5 separate regions of the Pan troglodytes genome follow, and regions 2, 3, 4 and 5 are each linked to region 1. The links are chromatin contacts, called in public Hi-C and HiChIP or PLAC-seq maps. All regions are on one chromosome and are shown on one strand. The core of a region is the stretch at or near the end of the contact, and the rest is flanking DNA. Distances in the headings are between cores, read along the strand shown.

Evidence for each region. Hi-C and Micro-C count contacts between places; a contact is called where the count stands out from the background. HiChIP or PLAC-seq counts read pairs in DNA pulled down with a chosen protein or histone mark.
Region 2: a Hi-C map of stem cell-derived neural progenitor cells shows a contact between it and region 1, with 7 times the contacts expected there. The contact joins the enhancer-like site here to the promoter of FOSL2 in region 1. A contact is called at or near these places in 2 of 7 Hi-C or Micro-C datasets (blood and stem cell-derived neural progenitor cells) and 1 of 1 datasets of contacts at active chromatin or transcription factors (stem cell-derived excitatory neurons).
Region 3: a Hi-C map of stem cell-derived neural progenitor cells shows a contact between it and region 1, with 3 times the contacts expected there. The contact joins the enhancer-like site here to the promoter of FOSL2 in region 1. A contact is called at or near these places in 2 of 7 Hi-C or Micro-C datasets (blood and stem cell-derived neural progenitor cells) and 1 of 1 datasets of contacts at active chromatin or transcription factors (stem cell-derived excitatory neurons).
Region 4: a Hi-C map of induced pluripotent stem cells shows a contact between it and region 1, with 2.7 times the contacts expected there. The contact joins the enhancer-like site here to the promoter of FOSL2 in region 1. A contact is called at or near these places in 2 of 7 Hi-C or Micro-C datasets (induced pluripotent stem cells and stem cell-derived neural progenitor cells) and 1 of 1 datasets of contacts at active chromatin or transcription factors (stem cell-derived excitatory neurons).
Region 5: a contact with region 1 is called in an H3K4me3 HiChIP or PLAC-seq map of stem cell-derived excitatory neurons, with 12 times the contacts expected there. The contact joins the promoter of MRPL33 here to the promoter of FOSL2 in region 1. A contact is called at or near these places in 1 of 7 Hi-C or Micro-C datasets (stem cell-derived neural progenitor cells) and 1 of 1 datasets of contacts at active chromatin or transcription factors (stem cell-derived excitatory neurons).

Annotation. Positions count from the first base shown.
Region 1 is chr12:94,462,551-94,465,114 of NHGRI_mPanTro3-v2.0_pri, forward strand. FOSL2 (FOS like 2, AP-1 transcription factor subunit) reads right to left here and starts at 1,282. Exons shown (of 4, transcript XM_009442218.5): 1 at 271-1,282. The coding sequence starts at 372.
Region 2 is chr12:95,154,943-95,157,506 of NHGRI_mPanTro3-v2.0_pri, forward strand. No RefSeq gene overlaps it. Among named protein-coding and RNA genes, the nearest start is that of SLC4A1AP, 40 kb to the right of the region's middle. Within about 2 kb of position 1,274, at least 1 of the 24 cell types and tissues checked has an H3K27ac peak or open chromatin away from gene starts, as enhancers often do. A contact at or near this core is called in stem cell-derived neural progenitor cells, where this site is marked.
Region 3 is chr12:95,135,413-95,137,976 of NHGRI_mPanTro3-v2.0_pri, forward strand. The region is part of intron 1 of LOC107973410 (a long non-coding RNA gene); the gene reads right to left. Among named protein-coding and RNA genes, the nearest start is that of MRPL33, 48 kb to the left of the region's middle. Within about 2 kb of position 1,274, at least 10 of the 24 cell types and tissues checked have an H3K27ac peak or open chromatin away from gene starts, as enhancers often do. A contact at or near this core is called in stem cell-derived neural progenitor cells, where this site is marked.
Region 4 is chr12:95,106,259-95,108,822 of NHGRI_mPanTro3-v2.0_pri, forward strand. It overlaps LOC107973410 (a long non-coding RNA gene), which reads right to left. Exons shown (of 3, transcript XR_008546373.2): 2 at 1,128-1,203. Among named protein-coding and RNA genes, the nearest start is that of MRPL33, 19 kb to the left of the region's middle. Within about 2 kb of position 1,288, at least 3 of the 24 cell types and tissues checked have an H3K27ac peak or open chromatin away from gene starts, as enhancers often do. A contact at or near this core is called in induced pluripotent stem cells, where this site is marked.
Region 5 is chr12:95,087,353-95,089,916 of NHGRI_mPanTro3-v2.0_pri, forward strand. It overlaps MRPL33 (mitochondrial ribosomal protein L33), which reads right to left and starts at 1,294. Exons shown (of 4, transcript XM_009442211.5): 1 at 1,182-1,294; 2 at 289-307. The coding sequence starts at 1,203.

The sequences.
Region 1 (2,564 bases), core at 32-2,531:
TCCTGGTAGGGGGCCTACAATTCCAGGAGTTTATCTGGGTAAAATATAATGTGAGAGGAAAAGGGCATGTTGTCTCTTCAAGCCCACTCCCCAATCCCCTAGTTTAAAAGGGGGTGGGGGGGAAGGGGAGGACGAAAATCCAGAACTTACAACGGTGGCCCGTAGGTATTTTCTCGCCAAGAAAAAGAAAAGAAAGCAAAAGAGGCAGTGGCGGCGAGAAGAGGGCAGGGGTCCGCCCGCGCCGCCAGGTGCACCGGGGCCCGCACCTACCTGCTGGCCGCCGCCGCCGCTGGAGTAGGACTCGGCGTGCGCAGGAGAGCCGCTGCTGCCCCGGGACGAGGTGTCAAAGTTCCCGGGATAATCCTGGTACATGATCCGCGGTGGGGGCCGGAGAGGAAACAGGGTGTTTTTCTTCCCCCGCCCTCGCCGCGGCCGCGCACCGGCTGCTGCGCGCTCGTTCGTCCGCCGGCCGCGCCGCGGGCTCTGGGCTTCGCTCCTGGGTTTCTCCCCCACCGCGGCGGGCGAGGACAGGGAGGCGGCGACACCTCAGGAACAGCGTCCCCCGAGCGTCCCTTACAGCACTTCTTTCCGGCTCTGCGAGCGCCGCGGGACCAGTTGTCCACCCGATCCCTCCCTCTAAAAAGTCGGCGCGTCTCTCGGTCCCTCCCCTGCGCGCGCCCTCCCGCCCCCGCGCGCAGCCGGAGCTCAGCGGGGACCCACGGCCCAATCAAAAATTGGAAATTAAAAAAAAGATTAGGAGCCCAGCGAGCCTGGCCTGCCAGCCCCGGGGACCCCCGATTTCAGACAGGGCCAAAAAGGCGGAAAGAAAAGCTGTCCGCTGGGAGAACTTCTGTTTTTTCCTTTTAGAAAAGGAGCCGGAGAATAAACTTCCCGTGGCCGACTCGCCGCCGGAGTTTCGGGGCGGTTCGGATACTTGACTAGGAGAAGGCGGCGTGCGCCCGTCCCGCGGCCCCGAGCGCGCCAGGGGGGACAGCGGCTTGTGGGGCTCAAGTAGAGCTGGCGCTGAGAGGGACGCGGCCCCGCTCCCCGCTCCGGCGCCCAGACCTGCACCCCTTCCCCGGAGCCCGCTCCCGGACGGGCCCGCCTCGCCCGGCCGCGCCTCTCCCTCTCTCTCTCTCTCTCTCCCTCTTTCTGTCCCCGCCGAGCGCCGCTCGTTCGCTCTCTCGCTGGTTCGCTCGGAGCCCTAGCGCTCTGCCCGAGATGAGTCACTACAATGGCACGAGTTCAACTCACACTCTTTATTCTCCAGCCCTGTACCATGTGGATTCACTCACGTCAACCCCAGACTCCACCTTGCAGGGAGGAGCGCACGAGGAGGCGGGGGGAGGAGGCCGCGGAGGAGGAAGAGGCGCGGGAGGGGAGGAGGCGGGCGCAGCTCTCCCCTCCCAGCCCCGGCTCCCGGCCGCGCTGACGCCAACCGCGCACCCCGCGCGAGGAAGCCAGGCGGTGGCCCGGGCGGGAGCGGGCGGCACGCACGGTTCGGGGGCGCCGAGGCAGCCCCGGCCCTCCCCAGTCCCCCGCTCACCCCCCGGGCCCAGCGCCCTTGGTCTGTTCCATTGGCGCACGTTGCCAAAGATGGTCATTTGCGTTAGAGGACGCGAGTGCGGGTTTCCTCGCTTTCGGGTGACGTGGAGGGAGAGGGATTCCCTCGCCCGCTCCCGAGTGCGCTGCGGCCTCTCCCCCGCCCTGGGAAGGGGCTCGGGGCGGGGCCCCGAGAGCGGCCGCGCGGGTCTCAGCTCCGGATTTTAGAAAATAATCACAGCCCTGACGGCGAGACGGGCGGTTCGGTGCGGCGCCACCGGGAGGCCGGGAGCCGGGCGCGCAGAGCCGCTCGCAGGGAGGGCGCGGCTGCGCGCGGTCGTAGGCGCCCTCCGCGGCGCCGCCGAGTGCAGCGGGCGCGCAGGGTGCCCGCGCCGCCCTGCGGCCGGGTCTTGGCGGGGCACGGCGCCGGGCGGGGCTGGCCTGCCTATTTTTCCCTCCGTGGCGGTCTGCCTACCGCTTCCCTTTTTGTTTTTTGTTTTTCATGTTTTCGGTCCTACAGTTAATTCGTTAGGAGTAGCCTTGAAGATGAAATTAACCAGTCAAGACATTCCGGCCGCCCTGTACGCCGGGCAATTAGGACGCATCTAATAAGAGTAATCGGGCGTTTATAAGCAAACTCCAGACTGTTACGAATTTAAAAAAAAAATAGCCAGCGAGAGGGTGTGCCCCAACGTTGTCGTCTTCAGCTGTTTTGGAGCGAAGTTCAGGGCGCGGGTTGCCGGACATTTGGGTCCTCCTCCCTCGCTGGGCGGGGCTGAGAGGGGCGCGGCGCAGGGTACAGAGCACAGACCTTGGAGCAGGAACGCCCGGCTACGCTATTTACGAGCTGTGAGATCTTGGACGAATTCCTTAACCTCTCTGGGCCTCAGTTTCCTCCTATAAAGTGAAGGAGTTTGGAGACATGACCTTAGGCCCTTCTCTGCTCTGGAGCTCCAATCCTTCCGCTGAGATGATGGTGTGTGTGAATGGAGAAGTACTGTAGCGGAAGTCAGGGAACTTAG
Region 2 (2,564 bases), core at 24-2,523, 690 kb after region 1:
TCATCCTCATTCCCTAAAGTCGACTCTTGTGACACCAGGGACACTCGTGTATACTTTGGAAAACTGTCTCACACCCTCTCTGTATTACGAAGGATGCAGCCAAGTGGCTGCCCTTGTTGAAATGCTCAGCCAGTAGGATCACTCATAGCCACCACTGTCTTTGTTAGGGCCGTGCCTCAAAATCACAGAATTATTGAATCATGGAGGGTAAGAGATAGATCATGGACTCTAACTCTGGAGAAGGTGTTATACAACACACCCAGCCATAGCCCTAAAGATTAAGGGGCACCATTCAGGGATATAAAGATGAATCAGATACAGTCCTTGCTCTTAAAAACTCACTAAGCTTACAGACATAAACAATTGAAAACTAGAAGGACTAAGCAAAGGAACAGAAATGAAAGAAACTCACATCTAGATGTAGTTCCACCACAAACTCGGTGTGCCTTTGAGCAAGTCACTTCATGTGTCTAGCCTCAGGTTTTTTTTGTTTTTGTTTGTGTTTTTTGAGACGGAGTTTCGCTGCAATGCCCAGGCTGGAGTGCAATGATGCAATCTGGGCTCACTGCAACCTCCACTTCCTGGGTTCAAGTGATTCTCCTGCTTCAGCCTGAGTAGCTGGGACTACAGGCAGGGGTCACCATGCCTGGCTAATTTTTGTATTTTTAGTAGAGACGGGGTTTCACCATATTGGCCAGGCTGGTCTCGAACTCCTGACCTCAGGCGATCCACCTGCCTCAGCCTCCCAAAATGCTGGGATTACAGGTGTTAGCCACCCTGCCCAGTGCCTCAGTTTCTTTAAACAGAGGTAATTAACATCTGTTTTTACCTTTTAAGTCTAATAGGGGATTCGGATTTTTTTTTTTAACAAGTGTGAAAAAAATCCTCTGTAAACTGTAAAGCTGAAATATAGTGTGTAAGGAATAAATATGCAATGCCCAAAGTCCTCCATAGAATATTGGCATTATAAATGGAGAGCGACTTTCTCTAAGTGAAATTAAGCACTGGAAAAGGCAGTTTTGGAGGAGAGTTGGGAGCACCATTTGGGCCTGACCAGTGTCCCTGGCTAACTTTCTGCTGCCAGGTCTTGGGCCCAGGAATGTCTGTGAGCGAAACTAGCTTGCTGCTCCTAACTTTTTCACAATCCTCCTTTTTTTCTGATTCTTACTCTTTCTTCTGCTTTGAAACCTTCATCTTCTTTCAGCCCCTTGTGCAAGTTGACCGCATTGTAATGGGTCTATACTGCCCCCTTGTGGTCACTCCCTGCCGTGGTTGCATTAACTTCTGACGGGGTGTGCGTGATAAAGGCAGACCTGAGGAAACCCAACCAACCCCAGCTAAATGCAGCTGGTCCTGGAAAATCCAAATTAAAGCCAGCTGCTGGAGTGCAGAGCTCCTTGATGGGAAGGAGTAGTTCATGCCTGGTTTTGCCCCAAGTAGGACATAAATCCAGCCCTCTGGATTAAACTTGCTAAAATGGTCAGTTCCTAGACTATCCAGCTTGTCTGGAGCAAGGTCCTGGAACTAAAAGTGGCTAGAAGGTATCCCTTCTCTGACAGAAAAACCCAAGGATAGGAAGGGCTGGGGCTAGGACCTGCCCTTCAGCCCTCCACCCATTGAAACCAACAGTTAACTAACTGAGCACCAATTTGTGAACTGCTAGGTGCCATGGATGGGGTACAAGATAATGTAGTTCCTGTCCTCAAGAACTTGTAAGTGACAAACGTAAGTAACCCAAACACACATATCAGTAATGAATATCAAGCCGTTGGAGTAAGGGCTGTAATAGAAGTAGAAATAAAGTGCTGTAGCGCTAGTGGGGAAGGAGGGATTAGTGATAGTCTCTGCAATCAGGGAGGCCTCTTGAAGGTAGTTTGGGGCAAGCTGATTGTGTTAAAAATGAGCCGGGCCTGGGGGAGGGAGGGAGGAATGGGTGGAGCACAGAGAGATTTTTAGGGCAATGAAACCATGTTTGTCTGTATACTATAATGGATACATGACGTTACACATCTCTCCAAACCCAGAGAATGTACAATATCAAGAGTGAGCCCTAATGTAAACTGTGGACTTCAGGTGATATCAGTGTGTCAATATAAGTTCATCAGTTGTAACAAATTTACCACTCTGGTGGGGAATGTTGATAATGGGGGAGGCTGTGTATGAGAGGAGTGGGGACAATGGCAAATCTCTGTATTTTCTGCTCAATTTTTCTGTGAACCTAAAACTGCTCTAAAAAATAAAGTCTTAAAAAGAAAAAAAGTAGTACCTTACTTACCAAACATGAGCAAGGAAGACCACAATGATACTCATAATAACTACATGGGGTGGGGGGAGGTGATTATGTGTTGGACATGGCTAAAAGTTTATATTTGTTACTTAATCTCTGCAACAATACTGTTGGGTAGGTATTATTTCCTCTATTTAATAGACAAGGAAACTGAGGCCTATGCAGAAAGGCTTGATAGAAAATATAGGGAGAGGAAAAAGCAAAGGTGTGTTTGGGGCAAATAACCTGTTATTTCTAGAGTAGCAGGTATGCCTCATCGGGTGGAAGAAAGGGAGGG
Region 3 (2,564 bases), core at 24-2,523, 670 kb after region 1:
AGTTGCAGCTTCTTAGACACAGACACAACATAAACACATAAACACAGGCTGTCAGTGTTCTTTTGATGGTAGTATGTGTTTATTGTTTTATTTTATTAATAAAAGAGTGAGAACAGGGTACTAAATTATACCCAATCCAAAATACAAGGAGAGCAGCTCAATATTTACTCCCATAATGACACCAGGTCACCCATTTGTAGGACGCTGGGGCCTGGTTCAGAGCAAGATGCTGTCTCCAGTTGCCATGACCCGAGGTGCTAGAGAGTTCTGAGTGTAACCCTTCTCAGATATGAGCTCATCTCACCCTGGAATAATTCTGAGAAGTAGGAATGGCATAGGGACAACATCCCCATTTCAGAAAGGAGGGGCCCTGGGGAAAGAGGCTGTGTCCTTCAGGGCCAAACAGTGACACAGGAATGGGACAAAAGCCTCCCCTCCCAAGACTAAATGTCTGTGAGAAAACTGCTGGAGAAAGGCTAGCCAGGCAGGGAGCCTGGGTGCAGGAGGTGGAGGGAGGGCGGTGAGCCCCCAGCTTGGCTGCATGTCAGGAGAGCTGGGAGAAGGGTCATGTACCCTGACATTCACAGAGGGGGTGGCACAAGAGGAGCAGCTGCAGCCTCTCATTATGACCCAGTAAATCTTCAGTAAAACCCTCTGCCCCGCCGTGTTTGGTGGGGAAAAACCATTTTCTGGAAGCTGCTAAGGGGGCTGAATTTTGCATTACATTGCCTGGGGTCAAAAGAATCAACTCACAAATGAGCTGACTCACAAGCGAGTTGTCTATGAGACACCTGTATGCATATATTTGCTTTATTCACTGCTGTATCCCTGATGTCTACAACAGTGTCTGGCACACAGTGGATGCTCAGAAAATATTTGTGGAATAAACACATAGAACTCTTTACATCTGCAGTCTCTGCCACACCCACCTCTGTGTCTCCCTTCTCCAAAGTCTGGCTTAACATTCACAGAGACTCTGGTGTGGCTGACCCACTCCGTGGCCAGCACTAAAGCCTTGGTTCCCTCCAGGGAACTGAGAGGTCCCTGAGCTTCTGGAGCCGCCTTCTCGGTTATTGCAGGTTTCCTCCCCACCCAGAGTATGTGCAGCGCCCTTACCTGCTGCCCCAGCAGGTTCTCATCAGGACTCCACAGCCCACTCCCTGTGTGGGCCGGGGTAGAGAGAGGAAGCTCTCCCAGCGCCACAGTGGGAGCTGCCAGCCTTGTCTTTTGCCTGTGGCCAGGGCAGGACTGTGGACTTTTCATCCCAGTTCTTCAAGCAAGGCTCCAGGTTCGCCCCCTACTGTGAAAGTGGAGGAACTTCATCTGGAGCACAACTCCCGGGCTCCTTGGAGTTCAGCATCCTTGATCACTTTTCTCTGAGCTAGGGTTGAAGCCCCAACGTTCACTTGGGTTAGGATATGTGACTACGAGCAAAGCTTCACCTCTCTCAGCCTCAGTTCACTCATCATAAAGGGGGTAGGAAACAGCTGAAAACTGTTCACCTGACAACAATATGGTGAGGATTAAATAAGGGCAGATGGCCGGACGTGGTGGCTCACACCTGTAATCTCAGCACTTTGGGAGGCAGAGGCGGGCAGATCACTTGAGGTCAGGAGTTCAAGACCAGCCTGGTCAACAGGGTGAAACCCTGCCTCTACCAAAATACAAAAATTAGCCAGGCGTGGTGGCGGACACCTGTAATCCCTGCTACTTGGGAGGCTGAGGCAGGAGAATCACTTGAACCTGGGATGCAGAGGTTGAAGGGGGCTAAGATCATGCCACTGCACTCCAGTCTGGGCAACAGAGTGAGACCCCATCTCCAAAATAATAATAATAATAAAACAAAAATTAGCTGGGCACGGTGGCTCAGACCTGTAATCCCAGCACTTTGAGAGGCTGAGGCGGGTAGATCACTTGAGACCAGGAGTTCAAGACCAGCCTGGCCAACATGGTGAAGCCCTATCTCTACTAAAAATACAAAAATTAGCCGGGCATGGTGGTGCACACCTGTAATCCCAGCTATTTGGGAGGCTGAGGCAGGAGAATCATTTGAACCCAGGAAGTGGAGGTTGCAGTGAGCTGAGATCATGCCACTGCACTCCAGCCTGGGTGACAGAGTGAGACTCCTTCTCAAAACAACAGCAACAACAAGAAAAAACTACAAATGAGGGCAGACATGTGACAGTTTCTTGCCTTTGTCAGGCTCTGCAAAGCTGTGGGGCTACTGTTTCCTAACAGTAGGCCACTGAACAAACAACAAATATCCACACCTTCGTTGCCTAGACCCAAGGCAGAGCAGGTGCCTTTTCCTCCATACCCCTTAGCCCAGGCTGCCCTGGGTAAGCTCTTGCTGACTGAGGGCTGCAGGCTCCTGGGCTATCTAAAGGGCCTGGACATGACACCCTGGCAGATGCTGCTGGCTAGAGAAGGGGAGCCCTGGTCCCCTCCATTCTTGGGTCACATGATCAGAGGCAGCAGCTATTCATCTATCCAGGTGGGGAGCCATTGGCATGTGGAAGGCCACAGAAACTCAGGTTAGACGTCTGCTGGGCTGAGACAGAAGC
Region 4 (2,564 bases), core at 38-2,537, 640 kb after region 1:
AAGTGCTGATACCTTGAACATGGTACTTAATCTCTTAGCATCTCGATCTCTTTATTTTATGATGGTAACAATAACAACCACCCATAGGGTTAATGTGTAAAATAAATAAATCAGATGTAAAATACCTGAGAAGTGACATGCTGATGCTGTGTGAATATACAGATTCACAAATATGTGACCTTTGTCTGGAGAGATGCCACTGGAGGCCAGGGAATGTCCACAGAGACAAAAGCATTCTCTTAATGCTACTCAAAATTACAATAAATCCAGAAGAAACTGTGTTTATCCTGCCACAAATACTGGCTGAGGAATTACGAGGGCCTGGCACTGTGCTGTACACCACATTTGCAAAGGTGAATGACAGTCCCTGCCCTGGAGGAACAACTAGAAGGAAGATAAACATGTAAATTCTAATAATTACCCTAATCCCAGATGAGCCAGGGAAGGAACCCTGTGCCTAGAGCACAGAGCATCCCACCCTGTCTGGGAAGTCAAGCAAGGCTTTGAAAAAGAACCTGACTTTTGAGTAGGGTCTTGAAGGATGAATAGGAGTTCTTTAAGAAGAGAAGTGGTAGGGGGCACTCCAGGCAAAGGAAACAGCATATGCAAAGTAGCCACGGAAGCATGAAAATGCATAATGTTTTCAAGGAAATCGCACGTGGTTCTATGTAACTGGAGCTCAGTGGGTCTGGGAAAAGGACTGGCAAAAAAGGCTTAGAAGTTTGGGCCATGCCGGGCACGCGGGTGGCTGAGGCAGGAGAATGGCGTGAACCTGGGAGGCGGAGCTTGCAGTGAGCCGAGATCGCGCCACTGCACTCCAGCCTGGGCGACAGAGCGAGACTCCATCTCAAAAAAAAAAAAAAAGAGGTTTCGGCCTGACTGTAACCTGGTGGGAAGCCATTGGAAGACACCCGACGAGGATTCCCTGAAAAAATTCTTAATGAGTCCCTAAGGCAAAGATTTCCAAGCCAAGCGCTTCACCACATACCCTCAGCGGCCCCAGTGCCTGAGAGCCTCCCCTGCCAGGAAGCCTAGCCCAGAAACGCCTCCCGAAACGGGTAGAGGCCCTGGGGAAGAAGCTTCCCTGGAAGGCACAAGCAGTAAACGGGCAGCCTCTTACCTCTTACCTTCATCAGATACTGGCGGGAGGCACCCTCCTGGCAGATTTCTTCATCCCCCTCTCCTTCTGTGGGTGTGGAGTCACTGGGAGAACAAAGGGATGTTATCTGTAGCTAATAAGTTATGGGAGGGGGAGGGAGCTGTAGGCGCCTGTGGGGGTGGGGAAATGAGTCCTGAGCAGCTCTGATGCAATCCAGAAAGAGGCAGGTGCAAGCCTGCACCTGGGAAGCAAACCCCCTGCCTCCCCAAAGTACATAGAGATTTGAAGCTGGAAGAGGCACCTCCAAGACTTGCCCGTGATCCCACAGCTAGCTGACGCCTGGCCCCCTCTCCCCACATCTGACTCCACGATAAAAGGTCTCAGTCTTGGAAAAACTGGCGATTGCTGTGTTCATTGACCTCACTCCCTCTTCCTGAGTCTCTCCTGCAGCCTTCCCTTCCCAGCCCAGTCCCTGACCCTCTTTCAGACTCAGCCTTTGGTTTCCAAACAGGTATAGAATGTGGTGTGCAAAAAATGGCCTCCGCTATTTTTGAAAAAAGCAATGGCAAGAAAAAAAGAGCAAACTGCTATTCTGAGCCACATGGGCTTGGGGTTTTGATTCCAATTTCTTTGTCTCCGGTGGAGGTGGAAGCAACTTGCTCTTGTGGGAATAATCCCTTTTGTTTTTAGGAAAAGATTTTAATAGGTCTTTGGGTTATGCAAGGATAAAACGTGAACCTTTTCTGGAAAGGAGACAGTGCAATGCAGGACAACGTGAGGCCACAGGCTCCTCTTAGTCACTATAAAAATGTGGCTTTCTTTGAGAGAGAATGGCATCTCTGCAGAGGTTATGGGGAGTTTTGTTAAAGCTGTGCTTGGAGAACTTAAGAGAGGGGCTTGGGCTGGGCATGGTGGCTCACACCTATAATCCCAACAATTTGGAAGGCCGAGACGGGCGGATCGCTTGAGGTCAGGAGTTCGAGACCAGCCTGGCCAACATGGTGAAACCCTGTCTCTACTAAAAATACAAAAAAATTAGCTGAGTGTGGTGGCAGGAGCCTGTAATCCTAGCTACTCGGGAGACTGAGGCAGAAGAATCGCTTTAACCCAGGAGGTGGAGATGGCAGTGAGCTGAGATGGCACCACTGCACTCCAGCCTGGGTGACAGAGTAAGACTTCATCTCAAAAAAAAAAAAAAAAAGAGAGGGGTCTGTTTCTGCAGTGGGCACCAGCAGGATTGAGCTGGTGACTGGCAGGGAGGACACCCAGGATATGTGTGAATTCTCAGGAGTCCTTGCAAACAAGGGGAGAGGAAACCCAGGCAGGGCCGAGCTGTGCTGTTCCCATTTGGTGACTGAAGGGACTGTGACTGTGAAGGCAGGTGACAGGAGGATGGGTGGGGGTTGTGTCCTATTCCTCTCTCTGGCAGGGCTACCAAGGGCATCCACGCCAGTTCAACAACCCA
Region 5 (2,564 bases), core at 44-2,543, 620 kb after region 1:
ACGGTTTGTTTAGAAACAGACAGTGAGCTCACAAATCCTGGGACTAGAAAAGCAGCAAAGGTTCCTTCAAGTATTTCAATGCTCACAGAAGTAGCTCAGTTCAGCAGGAGGGAAAATATTTTTGAAAGAGTTCATAGAGAAAAAATAATCAACTAAGTAATCCACAAACCAACTCTTAGGAAATCAAGGCCCAATGCTTAATTTCATATAAGGATGTACTGGGAGCAGCTAGACTAACAAATCTAACATAAACAAGTGACGTTTAAAAAAGGAAAAATCTTTACTTACTTTGACTTGCTCTTGGCAACTTTTTTGTAGACAGGAAGGGTTGGAAAAGAAAATAAAAATATAAATGTATTCTCTTTCTTATGCAAAGTTCATATAAATATCAGTAATAACCAAAAATATTTAACTTATGAAATATGCCATGAGGTGTCACTCAAGTAACTATTCCCTATCTATTAGGGATCCCCTTAGGATTTTATAGAAGGAAGGTTAAAAGATCCAATCAGACCAACACAATTCTAGATTTAATATTTTGCATAATTTCATGACTGTTGGACTGGCTACCTTTTAAATCTTTCTAAAGTAATACCTGCTCCATTTTTTCCCTCTTCTAAGGTGCAAGTATTCGCGCTGCAGCAAGCTTCTTGTTTGACAAGTTTAACCTTTGCAAATTGCAACAACCATCACATGTGGTGAAAACCAGATACTAAATCTAACTGGGAAGTCAGCCAGGGGTAAAGAAGAGCACTGACTCGGGAGCCCGAGGACTTCTTTAACTGCCCTGCCGCATTACTCAGGCAATTCATTGCCCCTCTAGGGAGCGGTTTCCTTATTTTTAGAGTTCGAAATGGGTGGGCTGCAAATTCTGAGGTCCTTCGGACAAAGATTCTCCTAACACGGGCTGGAGAAAAACGCCCCACAGCCAGACTCAACAGTCCGTGAGGACGGCAACTGAATCCAGACACCGCAGACCCCTTCTCAGGCACCCACAGGTCCGCGCAGGAAGGCGCGCCGCGGGGCATGCCGGACGCTGTGGTCCTGAAGGCCTGGAAAAGTACGCAGCTGCAGCTTCCCGTCCTGTTCGCACATCCTTCCCCGCATCATTCCGGGGCCCTGCCTGTCACGGCCCCCTAACCCTCGCCGTAACCCCTACCGGCGTCTCCAGCCCCACTTACAGAAGACCGCGGAGAGGAACATGGTGACCACACCTGGGCAGTCTCCGTCACCGGCCAAAAGGCCCCCAACCAACAACAACTGCTTCCGGGGCACGGCCCGGTTCTGGAAGAGGACATCCGGCAGTCGCCCGAGGCCACGCCCCCCGCCTGGAACCTGCCTCTAGTCGTCTGGCTCGTTCCTCGGTTTCTCAGAGCGAGTGTGTTTTGCTTTTGTCGTGCTGGAGGTTGGAATCCTCATCATTCTGGAAAGGGATTTACAGCTCAGGGTTCGCGCCCCGGCCCTGACTCCTATTTCTGGGTCAAGTGCTTTCAGCGTTAGGTGCTTTCCATATTTGTTTCACGAAATAATCGCAACCACCTGCATTAGACCCACAAGAACAACTGTGTATTGTACTTCGGCCGCTCCAGCGTATCAGCCCCTCGCATATTTTCTTAAAATGTTGCCTCCCCCGACCCAACTCCCTCTCCGCCTGGTTAAGCCTTACTCTCACTCTTCTGAGTCCCTTCGGCATTAAGAACCCCACCTTTCCTTAGTTATCCCAATCTCTAGGAGGGCAGGACCCTTTGCATCTCAAACTTCTGTATCCAAACACCTAGCACAGTTCCTGACATAGAAGCCAAATAACAGATTGAGAGCACTCACATCACGTGCCTAATATCACAGAACTACCAGGTGGCAGAGTAAGAATTTAAACCTAGATTTTATCTGACTCCAAAGACTCATGCCTTTCCCAGTAGACATTGGGACCTACCAGTTTGCAATCATTAATTTTTCATGGCTCTGTAAGGAACCTGGGCTCCTCTAACACCAAGGACCTCGTCAGTAACCTCATTTCGCAACTAATAATCAGGACTTTTGAATTTTTTTCCTAATCCGTGATTTGTATCTACATATGAAGTCTTACAGATGTGAAATAAGATTTAATCGCATGGCTCACGCCCGTAATCCCAGCCCTTTGGGAGGCTGAGGCAGGCAGATCACTTGAGGTCACGAGTTTGAGACCAGCCTGGCCAACGTCGCGGAATCCTGCCTGTACTAAAAATACAAAAATTAGCTGAACCCGGGAGGCGGAGGTTGCAGTGAGCCGAGATAGCGCCACTGCACTCCAGCCTGGGCGACAAAGTGAGACTCCGTCTCAAAAAAAAAAAAAAAAAAAAAAGGTAATAAAACTGTTTTTAAAGAAAATTCAGCTCTCTGTGCCATCACAAAGAAGATGAGGAGGAAAAAAATCAGCTCTCCATACAATACAATTCAATTTTTTAAATTAAGACCGTCCTTCTCCTTAGTACCTATAATACTTTTTTTCCTTCTAATCATTCTTGATATTTACCTTCCCATAACCTGACTCCAGCTACTGAGTACCTTCCAGGTGCCGAAATCCT